Linked DNA regions of Rattus norvegicus: region 2 is linked to region 1. Evidence: chromatin contacts called from public Hi-C data. All regions are on one chromosome and are shown on one strand. The core of a region is the stretch at or near the end of the contact, and the rest is flanking DNA. Distances in the headings are between cores, read along the strand shown. Region 1 holds the start of Ezr (ezrin). Region 2 has its middle 43 kb from the start of Rsph3.

Evidence for each region. Hi-C and Micro-C count contacts between places; a contact is called where the count stands out from the background.
Region 2: a Hi-C map of Schwann cells shows a contact between it and region 1, with 8 times the contacts expected there. The contact joins the enhancer-like site here to the promoter of Ezr in region 1. A contact is called at or near these places in 8 of 12 Hi-C or Micro-C datasets (the A7r5 cell line, the Rat2 cell line, Schwann cells and 4 more).

The regions. Positions count from the first base shown.
Region 1 is chr1:49,414,265-49,418,238 of GRCr8, reverse strand. It overlaps Ezr (ezrin), which reads left to right and starts at 1,666. Exons shown (of 13, transcript NM_019357.1): 1 at 1,666-2,159. The coding sequence starts at 2,148.
Region 2 is chr1:49,513,904-49,517,974 of GRCr8, reverse strand. It overlaps a transcript of Rsph3 not described here. Among named protein-coding and RNA genes, the nearest start is that of Rsph3, 43 kb to the left of the region's middle. Within about 2 kb of position 2,819, at least 4 of the 93 cell types and tissues checked have an H3K27ac peak or open chromatin away from gene starts, as enhancers often do. A contact at or near this core is called in the A7r5 cell line and Schwann cells, where this site is marked.

The DNA of each region.
Region 1 (3,974 bases), core at 417-2,916:
AGACAAATATGGCTTTGTAATGTTCATTTATGCAACAAATAATAATCACATGTTGGATATGCGAAGTGTTCTACACGATAGGTACGGTCACCTTTATTCTAGGGAGGAGAAGGCGGCAGCTGGGATTGTATGGTTCAGCCAGTCACCAGCTGGTGAGTGCTGGAGACAGAATGCAGCTTTTGTTTGTTTCTAAACCCTGTCATCTTTTTTATTTTCACTACACCACACAGACTATTTTTCAAAAATTCCTTTGGAGGGTAAGGTTCAGAAAAGGATTCTGAAGGCCCCAGGCCACTGCTATTTCAAACATCCACTCGAGTAGACAGTATACCGTAAACAGAGCGAGATCAAAACTGGATTAGATGCGTGGAACTCTCCAGGCATCTGGGGGAATAAGGCAGCCCAGGTAGGGTCTATTCGGAATATGTCCCATCTGGGATGCTCTCGCTTTAGGTGATGTGAACATCTTCCATAATTTCCTTTCTATCCACTATATGATTGTTATTGTAATAAAAAAGAAATTGTATCTTTCAAGGGAATTGACCCTGCTGATGAGAGGTCACCTCAAACATGGTCTCACTCATTGCCAGGCCCCTGAAGTGCCTAGACATGCAAATATGAGTCATGTGACCCACAGCGACTGGGTTAGTATTTACCTAGCAGGACGGTAATCTCACATGTGTATTTCATTGCAGTCTACATCTTTGTACATGTTGCTCCTAGACTCCCTATTCTACAAATTAGGATTACCGAGTCCCAAAGGAACTTTTCCCGTCCTGGATTGGATATACTCAATCCCGGAAAGGAGTTGAGTGCATCTCACACTCAATGCAATTAATCCTCATCACAACTCACAGAACAGGCGCCCTAAGATGGGGCAGTTCTGCAGATAAGAAAACTAAGGAATCAACCTTTCCAGTGCCATAGCCAGCCAGAAAGAAACTGAGGAGCAGCTCAGGTCTCAACTTTCACCCAGCTTCAACCACCTGAGATTTTTCACCCTGAGGTGGGTCTTGTCTCTGAACCAGGGTTTGAGAACCAAGACTTTAATCATAGCCCAACAGATTCCACAGCCCACCAGTGTTACAGGAAAACATTGGACTGTTGCAGGAGAATTAATTTTAGAATTAGTTTAGAACTAATTTTAGAACTAGTTTTTAGGCGGACTTCAGAGACCACTACCTGTGGGGCCTTTTGCTACAAATTAATCCTTTTAACTAAAGCATCTGGGAAAGGGATATTCCACGCGCATGCCTGTCCCAGAGGCTGCGCCGGCCACGTGCACAGAGACCCGGGGCTGCGACTAGGGTGAGACCCGGCGGCCCCACCCACGAACAGGCCGGGTGGCGGCCGCCCCAGCACGTGGAGTAGCATTTCCTCGACTCCGCTCGGTGCAGCGTGGGGCACTAGCACTTTCCCTCCGCGCTCGCCGGCTGCAGCAGCAGACTCCTCCGCGGAGTCGTAAGCGAGGGTGCCGCGGACGGAGGTCCCCGGGTCCCGTCCGGTCCGGATCCCGCGGGGACGCGGCCATATTGGCCGGCTCACCTCGCTGGTCGTGCACGGTGGCTGGGTCGGGGTGCGGCCCCGGGACCCCGCCCCGTTCGAGATCCGGGGCTCGCGGGAGGGAGCATTCGGTGTGCCACCACGTGCGCTCCGAGGAGGGAACTGATGGAGGGGACGACTGCCTGTGCGCGGACTTGGGAGTCCCCACGCCTGAGGGACAGTGGAGCTGAGCCCCCAGTGCAGCTCGAGCCGCTGCGCGACCCTCCGTCCACCCCTCCTGCGGGGGAGCGTGGATCCCTTCCCGAAGCCAAGCGGAGCGCGGGCTGCACAGACACGCGCCCCCCTCCCGGCCGATCCCAATTTGTGAAGAAAAAGAAAAAAGAAGTGTTAAAAGATCCCGCGGTTGCGGTTTCGGCTCTGGGGCAACGGTTGCTTCACGAAGTGAAACCTGCGGAGCGCTCGGGCGCGCGCGCCCGGCCCCGCCCCGTCTGGGCGTGACAGCCTGGGACTGCCGGGCCAGTTCTTAAGCTCCGGACTGCGGAGCGCGCGTAGGGCTTCCCTCCGCCTGCCGGTCCCGACGTGTCTCCGCCGTCGCCGCACAGCCGACTTACCGAGGACCCACGCAGAGCCACCAGCCAGCCAAGATGCCCAAGCCAGTAAGTTGTCGCTGTTCCGGAGCGGCTGGGGTGCTCCGGGCCGCGTGTCCCCAGGGAGTCACCTTGCACAGGCTGCTGGGCAGCTTCTGTAGAACCAAGTTCTGTTTCTGGTGAAGGGTGCCGACCGCCCTCTTGTTACCTGTCGACGCCTTTGTGACACTCTCTAGTCCCCTTTGCGACACTCTCTAGTCCCCTTTGTGGGTGGGTCCTTTTCGGTCGCTAACAAACCCCCACCGGGTCTTTGGATTGCTTTAAAAAGTGTCTGCTTAGTGCAACCACCAAGTTTCTTAACTGGTACAAATCGCACTGAAGCTTGATGGCTTCTCACACGACCGACACCTGCTCGCCCAGTTCCTTCGAGCGACCGAAACCACTTGCAGCCAACACCTTCCTGGGCGGTTTGAAGGGCATTTGGGAGAAGAGAGGCTTTGTGCCTGGGATAGCCTGGTCTCAGCCCCTTTCTGGACGGCTGGCGAGGCGCGGCCGGGCTAAACAAGAATTTTTGCTGGTTGCAGCAGGATCCCTATCTCGGGGAGGGTTAGCCGTGGACTTGAATTGCAGATGAAGCAGTCCCAGAGGCTTGATAAGGAGGCTCTCTGGGCACTGTTCGTGAACTTGGGCTAATTAACGTGCTGCGTGCGTGCTTGCCTCTCTGTTCTTGAATTCTTGAATCTGATTCTGTTGAGATTGCTGGCGGGACAGGGTTGTGGGGAGCAACTACAGGGCAGGTCCTCAGAGAGAGTGTGTGTGTGTGTGTGTGTGTGTGTGTGTGTGTGTCCTCAGAGTGTGTGTGTGTGTGTGTGTGTGTCCTCAGAGTGTGTGTGTGTGTGTGTGTGTGTCCTCAGAGTGTGTGTGTGTGTGTGTGTGTGTGTGTGTGTGCGCGCGCGCGCGCGCGCGCCTGGCTTTGCAATGGAGGTTGGTGACTGGGTGGAGGGAGAGTTTTATGTCGTTTGTTTGATTTTTTAAGTTGAGATGGAGAAAATAATTAAGACTAATAAAACTACAAAGAGTTTTCTTAATAAACTACAGAGTTTATTTCTAGTCCTTAGGGCGTATCTATTTTTACTACTTTTATGTTTTTAATGTTCTCCGAAAGGATGTTCTCTAGAAATCTTACTTCTGTTTCTGTCAGTCTTAAGCCTATTTTCTGTCAGGTTAAAGAATTTACTCAAAAAATGATAATAGATCCAGACATCAATACAGCTTTTGACCTAAGTTATTCATGGGAGAGTATTTTGACCTCACACAAACTCATTTCAAACTCGAAAGTGACTCATCCAGGTTCCACTATGGCTGTGGTATAAAACTGGCTCAGCAGCAGATGCTGGGGGGTGGTCAGAACGTTAGTTCTGGGTGTGGGTTTTTTTTTTTTGTTGTTGTTGTTTTTAAATTTCATTAAAACATACAGAAGTGGGTGTGTGTGTGTGGCGCTGTTTCCAGTTACTTCCTTTCCCTCCCTCTCTTTACAAACTGTAATTTCTTTATTCTTAGTTATTTTAAATTATAAGCTACACATAGCTTATAATTTATCTTTATAAACCAGTTTTAAATGTGTAGGTCGATGGCGTTAAATATATTGTTGATCAACCATCACCATAGTCCATTTTTTTCCAATATCGCTGTACTACACTGATTCGCAGTGCCCATACAACACAAATCTGGTTTTCCAGACGCGGGTGGTCACCATACTGTTCTACTTCTGTGTATTGAACAGGGACCACACGTGGACAGATTCCTGATATTCGCTTCTTCCCGTTTCTGTTACTATAAAGTGTTCTAATCCCAGACACTCTACTTACTCTGTCAAAATTACCT
Region 2 (4,071 bases), core at 1,570-4,069, 99 kb before region 1:
TAAGCGATGACTTGTGGTCACCATGCACAGACTGGAATCACGGAATTGATCCCACATACCTAACTAGAGAGAAGCTAGAATGTTGTTTCCCCTATTTCACATCATTAGGTTTGAGCCATGTGAATCTCTCCAAGAACTTGCAGGGACTGGCTCAAGCCACACCTTCTGGGATGGAATCTACCAACGAGCAGCTAACCCTCAGCTCAGAGGACAACTTTTCTTTTCTCAAAGCTCCCCTTTGTGAAACTGGGGAAAGAACTCACCTCGTGGTTTTTTCACTGCCTATTTCTTTTATCCCAGCAAAGTTTCATTTTCTTATGTTGGCAAAAACATGAACCACATCATCCAGTTTCACCTAATTTTGATTCTATATGTTCTGCTTATTCTAGAAAGTTTGATATGTTCTCCCTTAATCTTTTATTTTTATGTATTGTGTAACAGAGTAGCCTTGGCGGTTTTCCTGAACATATCTATATGAAGCCACTCTGCGGAGCCTAAGTTTGGTTCATTTCCCATGGATAGAACCAGCAACCAGTACCCATTATTTCTGATAATTCAACTAAGCTCGAAAGTAAAATTCAAAACAAATGTCTGAAGGTATACTGATTTTTAGAAAATAAGCATTTTAAATTGTGTTAATTATAGTCTATTAATATTCATTTTTACCACCAGGGGTCAGTAAAACACTGTGTCACTGTTAACTTGAATTCAAGGTTATATGTAATTTAAGAAATTTTGGTATGCAGATCAAATTTCATCATGTACTGTGCCACAGGTTTTCAGCCATAGAGAGAGACGGAGCCTCTCACACGGGTAGGATGGAGCTGTTGTCGTTGTTTTGCCAAATAAGACAGACGCAGAAAGACAGATGCCAATTGTTAATCTTAACGTAGACTTTAGCTTTGAATGTGTGGTGTGTGTATCTGACTGTGTGTATATGTGTTTATCTGTGCGTGCGTGTGAAGTGGAAAAGGTACTAAGGGCGTGGAAGTGATCTTCAGGAGGCAAAGGGAGTGAGGGAAGGGAATGGAATATTGGAGAGAAGAGGGGAGAGGGGGACCTGCAAGATTAGGGGGGGCAGGGGCTGGGGGGAAGAGTGTGGGAGAGGAAGGACAGCACAGTGTGTAATGGCATCATTAAAATGCCATAGTGATCGAGCTTCATTGTTTTGTCTGCTGATTTAGTAACTTGGAGGGCAATTGTTTAAAAATGAATTGCTCTCCTTGGAGATCCAGACTCCCATTGAAGATTTACCTCGCTCTAACGTTATCCGCCAGTTTAATCAGGTGCCAGAGCAACTCTCATGATTGTTGCAGACTGGAATTCTGCTGTACTCAGTGACTTCAGTCTTCATCCTGACTCTGGATCCTTAACAGATGGCCATTCTGTCAGCTGCTCTTCATTAATTACCACGTCTGTCAGTCCTCTCCTTCACCTGTGGGTCCTAGCCTTCCACACTAAGTTACATCACCAGCCCTAATCTCTCCTGTTCACTCTTAAAATGAGGCTGTTTTTACCTCATGAACTAGGAAACAGTTCTTTCCTGTTCAGTTCTGTCTCCCCTGGCCCAGGCAGTGCTCTGCTTAGTCAGTCGCTTGCTCCTGACATTGTCATTAGGAGCTCTTATACCACATTAAAAGCTATCCCAGGGCACACGTAAGGCACTGCCAAAGCCTGGTACTCTTGAGTTCACACTCTGAGACCCACACAGGAGGAGGAGAGACGTGACTCCTTAGGTTGTCATCTGACCCCTCATAGGTTCTGCGGCGTAAGCATCCATGCACATATGTGTACCAGAGGAGAAAAGTTCAATGCCTTCCCATTTCTACTCTTCGTTGTAATCTTTGGAATTCTAGATTATGATTATGACCAAGGGGGCAGAATTTTATTATATCAGTGTGCAATAAACATCTCTCTTCCCTCGGTGTTCTCTCAGTGAGAGATCATTTCTCCCAGTTTTTACAACCTCTCTCCCTTAACCCTGTAACCACTACTAGGAAACTTCTACTTATCTTGGTTCTTCTCAGGTGTCTCTGAAGCCCAGATGCTATACCTGTAATCTCGCCACTTTGGAGTCCTGTAAGACCCTTATTCCCTATGAGTTAGGTAGCACCACACACATCGTCTATCTCAAGTATATACAAACACACCATATAGAGCAGCGGTTCTCAGCCTGAGGGTAATGACCCTTCCACAGAGTTTGCCTAATACCATCAGAAAACACAGATATTTACATTACAATTCATTACACTAGCAAAATTAAGTTATGAGTGGCAGTGAAAATAATTTTATGGTTGGGGAGTCCCTACAGCATGAGAAACTATAGTAAAGGGTTGCAGCATTAGGAAGGTTGAGAACCACTGGTCTAGAACATAGAAACTCAAATAATGCTGATAAGTGCAACGCCATAAAGTCCACAAACTTGAGCCTGCATACCTCCTCTACTATTTTGACTTTTGGGTAATAATTGCACAGAAGTCAAAAGATGGCATACAAGGGGAAAGTTATTGCTATGAGCACAGCATGGAGCTAACAGTCACAAGGGAGAAGGCATAGGAAGATATCTCTTGAAGTGTAAGAGTCTGGGCTAAAACAAAGCATTCCTCAGTCCTAGATTTTAATATGGCACAGGGCAGGAGTTGCCTGCCATAGGCGGGGAGCACACCACTACCACCACCTCGAATGCTAGAATAAGGACCTCTCAAATCTCCCTGTCTCGGTCTTGTTTCAGCCCCATGGCCCTGGAGACCAGCAGACTCGGGCCATAACAGCTGACAAGTAGCTTAGCAGCCGCTGAAGGAGCCAGTAGGCTCAGTGTCCCTCAGAGCCACATTCCAAAGACACTCGTCACTATTTGACTTTGGGTTAGCACCCTGGAAAAGACCATGTTTAGGGCCTGACTTTATTTGATTTGACTCAGAGTTCGCTCGTTGACAAAGGTCCTAACACCAGGGCATTGTTACTGAGTAATGTAAATCGGGTGTGAGTGCAGTGACATTTACCTAAGATGAAGGCTGTGGCGGGAACAGTGAGAGAGGCAGAGCATGTGCGTGAGCGGCCACGGGAGCTTTGGAAATGTCGACATACTCCTGGAGTCCGTATGAAGGGTAACTGCACGCCTGGGGAAGACCTGAGATGGCATGGATCACTCATTCCCGTCGAAGGCATGCCCAGCCTCTGTAGAACCTACATAGCAAAGCATGGGGGACTTAGTGACTCGCCTATGTCTTCTCTGGGGGTCAGCCAGATAGCTTGGTGGGTAAATCCCCTCACACCAGTCATCATGACCTGAGTTCAGTTCCCCAAGACGCACAGAGTGAAGGGAGAGAACTCACTCCTGCATGCTGTCTTCTGACCTCCCTCATGTGCAGTGGCATGCACTAACCCCGACACACACAAGAATGGTCTGCAGAGGGATATTTCTACTGCGGATTGTAATTGCCGACCCACGAACTTTGCTGAACAGATTCTAGTGGTCATATACAACAAAGACAATCTGACAGTATTTTAGTTATAAGGTTATTATAAAGAGTAAAATATGGACTGGAGAGATGGCTCAGTGGCTAAGAGCACTGACTGCTCTTCCAGAGGGCCTGAGTTCAATTCCCAGCAACCACATGGTGGCTCACAACCATCTGTAATGAGATCTGATGCCCTCTTCTGGTGTGTCTGAAGACAGCTACAGTGTACTTATGTAATAAATATAAATAAATCTTTTTTAAGGGTAAAATAAAAACTACAATAAAAAACTCAAAGTAGGTGTGGGACAAAAATATGTCTTCCAAAATACTATGTCACACTTACTCAGAAATGTCCAGGACTTACCAAAAGAACTTTTAACAAACATACAAAAATTGGAAAGTCTTATCCATGGAAAGGAACAAAGGTCTGTGTGCAGAAACTGTGTGAGGAAGTCCAGATTTCAGCCTACAGGAGAAAATTACTTGAATCATTTACATGTTCAAAAAATTGAAGGAAACAGTACCTGAGAACTAGTGTGTAGGAATATGGTCTCATCAAATGGCAAAATGAGTGGCAGTCAGAAGCAGTGGGGCTGAGATATAACTCAGG